Regions from separate parts of the Pan troglodytes genome. Here region 2 is linked to region 1. The links are chromatin contacts, called in public Hi-C maps. All regions are on one chromosome and are shown on one strand. The core of a region is the stretch at or near the end of the contact, and the rest is flanking DNA. Distances in the headings are between cores, read along the strand shown. Region 1 has its middle 91 kb from the start of OTOS. Region 2 holds the start of GPC1 (glypican 1).

Region 1 (4,671 bases), core at 1,845-4,344:
GTCCCATTGCTCAGCTAAGCTGACATGGTACTCCTTCCATTGTGAGCGTGGAAGAAGGTGACTCGGTTCCAGAAGAAGCCATAGTGTCTTCCCATCACTGCAGCTGTGGCCAGGATCCCCAGGCAGCGAGGTGCCCAGCACTGCTCAAACTGCTGAGTACACCCCAGGTGACGCGTTGATAGAAGAGCCTGCACCTCACTCTGTGGAAAACTCAGCTCTCACCTGTGCTAACAATTTCAATGCAATGCGTTTCCTTTGCGATTCTATGCATTTTATTTTATGCACCTAAAAACATTATTCTGATGAGGGGTCCCTAACTTTCACTGCCTGCCATGGGGCCTCGGTGCACAGGAGGTTAAGAATGCTTGGCTCAGGTATTGACCGGGCTCGGGGACCGAGAGCTCCTCGGGGACAGAGGGAGAATCGGAGGAAGAGTTGAGACCCGCCCAGACACGGGGCGGCCTCGGGTGGCGGCCACACCCTCGCCCCAACCCGGATCAGTTGCCCAGTCACCCAGCAGCAGGGGCTGTTTTTAGACCTGCTCCCAGGCAGGTTGCAGCTGGGGCCAGACAGGCACGGTGACCTTGTGAGGGGGTCACAGCACGCTCGCAGGGGTCCACTGCAAGGAGAAGTGCAGTCCTTGGCCTGGGCCGGTGGGGTGACAGCAGCAGGGGCTCCAGGACTGGGGGTGGCCTGTTGAACCCCAGGCAGGTGTTCTGTCACCCCTGAGCCCTCACCTGTCCTCCCAAAGCTGGCCCTCAAGAACCAGCCTTCGAGGGCATGTGCCTGGGTCACGGGGTGTAGTCTCCACACTGACATGTAACCCAGCACCTGGGGCTCAGGAGGGTGCATGAGAAATGCCAGGAAGCCAGGGTCTGCAGCCCGAGGCCATGATGAAATCTCCTCACTGCTGCATATAGAGCCGCAGCCCAGCCATGCCCCACAAGCCCATTGTTCTCCCTCCTCTTAGGTCTTGCAGTGCTCTGCAGCTGGCCAGGACGCACAGGTGAGCTCACAGCACACGGAAACCCTGAAAGCTAAGGCAACCTGGGGAAAGAAGTTACCAAGATTTCAACCTGGGGAAAGAAGTTACCAAGATTTCCTTTGTACCTTAGGGAATCCAAAAGCATTCTGTGTTCAGTGTTGGTGTCCAGGGTGATTTGGGGGATTTGGTGGCCATTTCCTGGGGTAGTGAGGGACATGCAAGAGCAATGATACGTGGACCTGCCATTCAGGGTGCAGAGATCCTGCAGAGGTCAGCTGGGAGCACCACCCCCAGAGGCCTGTGTCTGTCTGTGATCACGTCAGGCTGGGCACATTCCATAATAACCAGCACCTCACTCATTTCCCACGGCTCATGGCTTGCAGGATTTTGCTCTCCTGACCTCTCCTCTTCCGATCCAGAGCTTAACATCCCAGGGCTGGTCATTGTGGTTTCACAGAGTCGGGGGCCAGCCTGAACCTGGAGCCATTTGCTGCAGGTGTGGGTTTTCCTTGGAGGCTGAGCAAGTCCCTGCTTACCCAGGCTCGCACCCTCTTGGAGACGTGAGCTCAAGCTCACAGGCATTGGTAGACGATGGCTCAGCCACTTCCAGACGGTGTGACTTTGGATAGGTCACCAAACTCCTCTGGGGTTCAGCTTCCCCAGCTGTAAATTGAGGCTGTGACAGTGTGTCCCGTATTCCACTGCACTGAGAACCAGGTGAGAGCCTCACCAGCACACGTGGGCACCAAGCCTGGCACATGGGGAGTTCTGGTGCAGGCAGCACCTGCTACACTCTGCCCCAACCATGCCTGTGTGACCAAGGCACAGCCAGAAGTAGCTGGGCAGGTGCCACCCAGAGTGCTGTGGACACAGTCACCGCTGGGCAGGCGCCCCAGGGTGGGTCCTAACCTTAGCCAGCAAGTGGGTGCCACAGGCCCAGGGAGAGCAACGCGGGGACAGCCCTCGTGTCAAAAAACCTGGGATGGTGTAAGACTCCAAATTGGTGTCCTGTCTGAAGAATGTTCCGTTATTTCTCACAACCTGTTTCCTCCCTGGCCACTGAACAGAGGTTTACTTTCCTTTAGGACTTGATCTGTGACCACAGTGCCCCACTGTTAAGGCGACCAATGCAACTGCAGAAGGGTGCCCCTTCCCCCCCAGAAACATCAGGTGCGTCCCAGGTCCTGCGGCACCCCCCCGAAGAGGGAGGTGCTGTGGGCGGGGCTGCAGCCACGGAGTTGGAGGGGGGGACTGTGGGTGGGGCTGGAGGATTAGGGTGCTGTGGGCGGGGCCAGAGGAAAGAGGCACTGTGGATGGGGCGGGAGGGGCGAGGCACTGTGGGCAGGGCCGGAGGAGGGAGGTGCTGTGGGCGGGGCCTGAGGAGGTGCTGTAGGCGGGGTTGGAGGGGTAGATGCTGTGGGCAGGGTCGGAGGAGGGAGTGCTGTGGGAGAAGCTGGAGGGGGAGGCACTGTGGGTGGGCCGGAGTGGGGAGACACTGTGGGCGGGGTCAGAGGAGGGGGGTATTATGGGCAGGGCTGGAGGCGGGAGGTGCTGTGGGCGGGGTCTGAGGGGGAGGTGCTGTGGGTGGGGCTGGAGGGGGAGGTGTTGTGGGCAGGGCTGTGGGGAGGTGCTGTGAGCGGGGCTTGAGGGGGGAGCTGCAGCCGGGGAGGAGGGAGGTGCTGTGGGTGGGGTTGAAGTGGGGGAGGTGCTGTGGTCGGGGCCGGAGAAGGGAGGCGCCGTGGGCGGGGCTGGAGGTGGAGGTGCTGTGGGCGGGGCTGGACCAGAGAGGTGCTGTGGGCGGGGCTGGACCAGAGAGGTGCTGTGGGCGGGGCCGCAGCCAGGCTTATGCTTCCCTGCTGCAGGGGTGCGCTGATGGGATGGGGGCGTCTCACCCCAGGTGGGGGAGGCCTGAGCTCGCATCATCCGGCTGCAGACCCCTGGGTGCCCCCTTGTGCCAGGTCCGTCAGGGGCACAGGCCCGGCAGCACGCTGACTGGGCGCCGGGCGGGCCCGGCCGGCAGGGAGGGCTCCAGAGGCTGATCCTGCCTGTATTTTAAGGCCTGAGTTTCAGAGCGGCCTCCGGGCCCTTTGCTGAGCTCCAGCGCCCCCTGGTGTCGGCGAGGCGGGTGAGGGAGACGCGCCTTTGGGTCTCGGGCCTGCCCTCCAGCAGCCCACACACACCCCAGGACCTGGAGGCCTCCACCAGCCCCACCCTGGGGAGGACACTGAGAACCTGGAACAAGGTCTATTTGGGTCTGAAATACAGAAATGTAAGAACGCTGGAGAAGCTGGGGTCTCCTCCGGGAGAAGCCAGGCCTCGGGAGCCCGCTGCTGGGAGCCCTGGGGGCAGAGCCGGCCGAAGAGCCTTCCGCACAGACCCGTCCTTCCTAGGAGGCTGGGAGCTGGCATTTTGGCTTTGACTCAGAATTGCCCGCTGTGCCACGAGGGCTAAGTCCAGCCCAGCAGGGAGAGGGGTGCTGCCCAAAGAGAGGGACTGATGTGGTTCTCCTGGGCCTGCTGGTGTCGGATGCTCCTCCAGGGACGGTTCTCAAGGCCCAGGTGCATGTGGGGAAATCGGGCTGTCTGGAAGAAAGAGTGGAAGCCGCTCGCTAGAGACACGCCTCTGTGATTCTCCCAGAAAGTGTCCCGTCGGAGGCTCAGGACTTCCTAGTGAAGCAGCTAGGACAAGCTGGGCATATTGAAAGTCACGGGGACATAAACCTGCAGGCCTGGGTATGGCCATTGGGTATACGTTAAATTCTGTGGCACCCAGTCTAGTACAACGGCTTCCGTTTCAGGACAGACAAGGTCACCCTGTGGGACCACCCTTAGCTGGAGCACAAGTTCCCTTCGCAGCCTCCTGATGAGAAGTGATCTCTGAACAGAAGGTGCAGGACAGAGCTGCGGGCGTGCAGGGCCCTTCTCCCAGTCTGTTCCCGTCGATTCCCTGCTGCTCACACTCAAGGGTCTGCGCCCAGCCTGAAGGCGCTGCCTGCCGCGGTCCCTCCTGGTCATCTGTCTTTGTAGATTTGCAGAACAACATAGCCTCACCTGTGGGAGAGGCTTCCCAAGCTTCACCTTCACTCAGCACTGTTGCGCAGTCCCCAGGCAGGTGGCACCTGAGAGAGGGTTCTAGGCTTGGCCACTGGAGTGTCCCAAAGGTGGCTGGTTCCTGGCCCCAACAAACCCGACTCCCTGGGAGACAGATGAGTCCCTCCAGGGTGGTACTGTTGGTCTGTTTTGGTCAGTGACGTGCTCAGCTCCAGGGCCGTGCCTGGCACAGGGAAGGTGCGTCTTCAGTACTGGGTGATGTTGGATGAACGCCTGGTTCCCTTTTTCTTCAAACTGAGGTCTGCAACCCAGATGCCCTTGGCTACTTACTGACTGCTCCATCTGAGCAAGTGGCACAGTGCCACTCATCTGCATAGGTGGGCGGGGACTGGTGGGTCTCCTGCTGGCTGGACAGAATGTCTGGGAGGGGCTTTGAGCATCCTGACCACCTCTGCTCTCAATCAGGCTTGGAAGGCAGCGTGTAATTAGGTCACATGGAGCCTCCAAGGACCAGACACTGGGGAAACCATAGCTCTCTGTCTTGTGCTTTTCTGGGTGCCAAAGCCATTACCTCCTGCTTTTGGAGGTCCCGTTGCCAGTTGCCAGGGTGAGAGGCAGGATGGGTTCATGACTCAT
Region 2 (5,163 bases), core at 89-2,588, 200 kb before region 1:
TGTCCCCAAAGCTCCTCCGGGACCACAGGGAGGGAAGAGGCAGAGCCGCAGGCGGCTGCAGGGCTTAGGGGGCGCCAAGAGGGCCGCTGTTCTTACAAAGAAATGACACGGCCCCTGGGCGGGATCCAACGCGCCGACCACCTGCAGCTGGACTCGCGGCACGAGGCTGCCCAAGCGCCAGGCGGGGGCCGGCGCGTACAAGTTCTTCGACAGGAATCTCTGCGAGGCGGCGGCGTTCCGCCCGCGGATAAGTGCCCAGCTCCCTCCCCATACCTCCGCACTACCCCCCGAGGGGGTCAGCTTATAAAACCCACCTAGGCTGCCTTTGCTGGAGACCCTACGAGAATCCCCGGGCAGGACCGGAGACGCCTCCCAGAGAGGTCTGTACAGAGCAGAAGGGGTCCGCGGCCACCGTCAGCGGCGCCCCGAAAGCCCGGCCACGCCGAGCCCCACAGCGCCCCGACAGCCGGCCCCGGGGCTGGGACTCCCGGCCTGCAGGCGCGCTGGGCCGAGCGGCGGGCAGAAGACGCCCAGCTCCAGCCGTGGCCCGGGAGGAGCGCCCCGAGCCCGCAGCCCGGCGAGATCAGCTCCGCAGGGAAGAAGCCGGCGTGCGGGGGGCGGGGAGGGGTGGAGGACGACCGAGCGGAGCGGAGGAGACCCTGGCGAGGGAGTGCGGCGCGGGGCTTGGAGGCGAGGGCCGTGGGGTTGCAGAGGAGCCGCAGCGCAGGGAGCCACTCGGGGCCCGGGCGGCGGGGCGCAGGCGGCAGGATCCCGCGCCGGGGGCGAGTAGCCGCGTCGGGAAGACCAGGGTCCGGAACCCAAAGCCCGGCCAGGCCCGGGTTCCCGGCGCCGCACCCTCACTCACCCGAGATCTCCGCCTGGGGCACGTCGCTCAGGCTGAAGCCCTTGGCTCCGTAGATCTGGCGGACCTCGCCGCAGCTCCGGCTCTTGCTGGCCGGGTCCCCGCGGGCGCAGGCGACCAGCGCTGCGGCCGCACATAGCAGCCACCAGCCTCGGGCCCGGAGCTCCATGGCGGGGCCGGCGGCGCCCCCGGCCACCCGCCCGCGCCTCTCTCGGATCCTGGCCGGGTCCTGCGCAGTTCCCGCCCGCGAAGGGCAGAGCCAAGGTCCCGGCGCGCGCGGCTCGCGGTCCAGAGGCGGCGGCGGCGGCCGAGGAGGCGGAGACAACAAAAGCCGGCGGCGGCGGCGGCGCGGGGCGCGCGGGGTGCGAGGTCCGAACGCTCGCTCGGGCAGCCCAGAGCGCGGCGGGCTAGCGCAGTCCCGGCTCGGCGCCTCCCCCGCCGCCGGCCCGGCCCCTAGGCGGCCGCGGGAGACGAGAGGGGCGGGGCAGGGTGGGAGCGCAGGGGTGGGGGAGGGACTGGGAGCACCGGGCGGGGCGGGGCGCGGCGGGGCGCGGCGCGGGGGCGCGGGCCGGGGCGCACTGGGCGCTCCTCTGGCTCTTAGGGACCCAGAGGGCCCGCCTGGCCGCGCGACTCTATCGATCCCCGGCGGGAGGCGGCGAAGCCGGGCAGCGCGGGGCCGCGGCCGGGGTCCCCGAGGGCGGCCCCCAACGCCCAGCGCCCTGGGCGGTGGCACCACCTGTGGGGGCGGGAACGGGGGCGGAGGGTGCGCGAGGCAGGGCTTCCCCCGCCGGACGTGACATCACGCCTCCCGCGCCCCAATCAGGGGCTTCCCCGCCCCCAGCCGAAATCGGCATCCCGCTCCCCGCTCCCTCCCGCGCGCTCCGGCATCCTGCACCCTGGCAGCGCGCCCCGAGAACGCTCTCCCGGCGCCTCCGTACCCTCCGCCCGCCGGCCGCGCCTCGAGCCGCCGCCCCTCTCCCCGCCTGCACCCCGCAGCGGCTCCCTCCCCGCGCCCTTCCAGCCGTCTCGCGCTGGGCTCCGGCTCGCACCGGGGGCTTTTGTGGTGTGGGGGCTGCACGCAGGAAACTGGCCAAGAAACTCGACCTCACCTCTCCCAGTCCCAGGGAGCGGCAACAGATGGCTTAATTGTTGGACCTTGACAGCTGTTTTGGGGGGTGACCCTCCACGTTCTTTGGATGCTGGAGAAACCAAAGTGATGGGGCAGGGCCGGTCTACTGGTTTGGGCTGCTGGGTGGGGCCAGATGACCTCTGGAGAAGGGATAGGGTTGGAACCCGGCGACTAGTTAGGCCACTGGGGGAGGAGGGTGGAGTGGCCCGGAGCAGATGCCTCTTTGAAGAAGGCGGGAGGGCTGCCTGCACCTTGTCTGGTAGGAGGGCGCGTGGCTTTAGCTGCACATGGGGAGTTGGCCTGGATGGGGTCTGTAGGGAGGGGGCGAGGACTGCGATGTTGGTGTCTGGAGGGCTTCACTCCTTCCTTGGCTCCCAGACCCCCCACCCCGGCCCCCTGTTCTCCACATGGTAAGGCCTGGTGGTGAAGCCAGATGCCTGAGCTGCAGAATTGGGGGCAGGCATAGAGGTCAGCATCCTTGGCAGAGAACCTCAAGATGACCCCCATGTACAGCAAGGGTGTCCTGATTTCAGGGCCTGTGGCATCACCTGGAAGCTGCAGCGGGGTCTGTGGTGGGGGTGGTGGCAACATTCCCTACCCCTTCTGTGCCTGGGGCTCTCAGCCGCTGTGTGGGACTGGAGCAGGAAGGTGGGGTGCCCTCCCCCTGAGCTCTTGGGGTTTCCTGCCCTGCCTCCCAGAGAAGGTTGCTCCTTCACCCAGAGACACTGAATCATTGCTGGAGAGGGAGGCTTTGGGGACCCAATCCAAGTGTGCATTTCCCTGCCCTCCCCCACATACCCTCTGCTGCGTCACATTTTGTGACTCACAGACCCCTGTTCAGTACATGCTCCGGGCTTGCTCCTTCTTGCCTGGGCCTGGCGTGGCTGCCTGCACACCTTATCCAGCACGGTCAGGAGCCTGGGCCCACGATCCCGCTCTCTCTGTGTGGTCTCACGCACTGCGGGATCAGGCAGGGCTGCCTGGGCCTAGGAACCTGGACTTGAGGTTAGTTAACCTGGCCTGAGGCTCTATAGTTACCCCGTCACTGTCTACGCCTCCTCTTAATCTGACCAGATTGGGTTATTCCTCCGGGCAAGTCCTTCCTCCAGCCTAGTTCTGGGCCTCTGGATGGCAGTGTGGACAGCAGGGCTTAGAACGCAATGGTCGCAGCCTCTGCCTGGCCCTGGTGACCCCCGGGTGGCTTCATCTCCTAAGGAAGTCCTTACCACCATCGCAGGTCCTGGAATCATTCCCATTCCGCAGACCAGGAGACCTGTAGCCAGGACCTTCCCTGGAGAGGATGCATATGCCGCCGGGGGCATTGGAAGCAAAAGCCGGGTTTGCACCTGGGAGGAGCCGCAGGATCCTGAGCAGCTGCAGCTGCCTCTGCTTCCCTCCTGGCAATGCTGCACACGCCCACTGTCACCAGGGCAGGAGCCGCCAGGCTGCCCGTGCTAGTCGGGTGCAGGGTCCAGACTGGGACTCTGGGAGGATGGGCAAGGCTGATCAGCCCCCTCTTCCACCGCTGTCCCTGGGGCCGCTCCACACAGGACACATGGATGGGTTTGAGGACATAGTTGATGCCTCGAATCCCAGCCACCACAGTGACCCTTGTGGCTCTGACCAAGACCACCCCCTCCTGCTTTGGTGTCTGCCTGGCTAGACAGTGGGGGCACACGTATGCGACACAAAGAAGGAATGAATGAGCAAGTGAGGAAACACCTGAGAGTGGGCGTGTGGCGCAGCCTGGACCTGCTCTTCCACCGGTGCAGTGAGGGCAGAGGACACTTAGCATTGTCTGATGGGCTGAGGCAGGCAGTGCCTGTTGGGCCAGGGTGTGGGGGCCTCCCTTCCATGCCCCCATCTTCTGTGGAGGACCCCAGGTCCTGGAGGGCGTGTACTGCTGGCTTAGGGCCCACTCCTGCTTCTGCCTAGGGAGGGTGGGGGTCTGCGGGATGCTGAGCCTGGTCTCTGCTCAGAAGACACAGGGAGCGCCGGGGGGCCCGCAGCTCCCAGCCGTTCGGACGGCAGGTCTGCTCAGAAATTATCCTACTTTTGCTCCGTGGAACCCTCGTGAGTGTGCACGCCCTTGCCCGCTGCCACGGACGGACAGCTTCCCTTCCTGTTTGGTTTCAGAGATTGTCTTTCGGAGACTCCAAAAGTAAGTTTCCAAACAGACTGAGCGATTGTTGTCGCTGCCATCCATGGCTGCCTTCTTGTGAATGTCACTGCCTGTAGCGTCCCTACCTACGAGAGCCCTGTCCTACTGGCCGTGGGAGGCAGGAGTGCGCGCGTGTGCCTGCAGACAGCAGGGGTTCAAGGGCGTGGACTAGGGCTGGCTGGGATGTGGCATCTGATCTGTTAGAGCACCCAGGAGGTGTTTTGGTGCCCTGGGGCATAGTGGAGGACATAGGGTCCCCACACCTCTGTGGGGGTCTGGGGGCCCCTTGGGCAGCAGCCTGAAGGAGGAAGTGGATACCCCAGCATGTGGCTGATGGAGAGAGCATGGTCCCCAGGAGTGGCTGGCAGCCCTGGGCAGAGCAGGGTGGGCAGGACAGGCTGCCTGCGGAGCTGGAGATCTTTCTGCAAATGGTAATCAGGGTGCCTGCCAGAAAGAAGCGGGGCTCTGGGCAGCTCTGTAGGGCTTAGCGATGGGGAGGGGATCTGCCCCAGGGCCTGCTCTGGCCCATGGACTCCACCTCCAGCTCACCCCGTGCTTCCTGCCCTGCCTTTTGGTGGTGACACTTGGGGAACATTCATCCGGTCTCTCATTCTGGTGCTGGCTCAGGGAGCCACTGTCATCTCATGAAGGAGCTCGGCTCCAGACGACCCTGCGGGATTGTACTCGTGTGGGGTCTGTGAGGTGGGGTGCTGGTCCCTGCTCTGCCTGGACACTCAGTGGTACCCTGGAAGGTCTTCCAGCCCTGAGCCAGGACCCTAATCTACAGGAGTTCGGCTTTGAGTCTGAACCCTAGGGCTGCCCTGGCTTCCCCAACTTAGGGGCTGCCACTGGGCAGTGAGGGTGGGTGGACAAGGGCGCCAGCTGAGCAGAGTTTGCAGGACCGAGAAAACCTGGCACCATTATTCTCAAAGGAGGTCATACCTGCACCTCCCTCCACCTCTCTCCAAGCCCCTGCCGTGGGGCAGTCAACTTGAAGGCAAAGCTGTTTGG

The links. Hi-C and Micro-C count contacts between places; a contact is called where the count stands out from the background.
Region 2: a contact with region 1 is called in a Hi-C map of stem cell-derived neural progenitor cells, with 10 times the contacts expected there. The contact joins the promoter of GPC1 here to the enhancer-like site in region 1. A contact is called at or near these places in 5 of 7 Hi-C or Micro-C datasets (blood, induced pluripotent stem cells, a lymphoblastoid cell line and 1 more), 1 of 1 datasets of contacts at active chromatin or transcription factors (stem cell-derived excitatory neurons) and 1 of 1 other capture datasets (stem cell-derived neural stem cells).

What each region holds. Positions count from the first base shown.
Region 1 is chr13:142,497,179-142,501,849 of NHGRI_mPanTro3-v2.0_pri, reverse strand. No RefSeq gene overlaps it. Among named protein-coding and RNA genes, the nearest start is that of OTOS, 91 kb to the right of the region's middle. Within about 2 kb of position 3,094, at least 5 of the 24 cell types and tissues checked have an H3K27ac peak or open chromatin away from gene starts, as enhancers often do. A contact at or near this core is called in induced pluripotent stem cells, stem cell-derived neural progenitor cells and stem cell-derived neural stem cells, where this site is marked.
Region 2 is chr13:142,699,709-142,704,871 of NHGRI_mPanTro3-v2.0_pri, reverse strand. It overlaps GPC1 (glypican 1), which reads right to left and starts at 1,338. Exons shown (of 9, transcript XM_016950880.3): 1 at 866-1,338. The coding sequence starts at 1,031.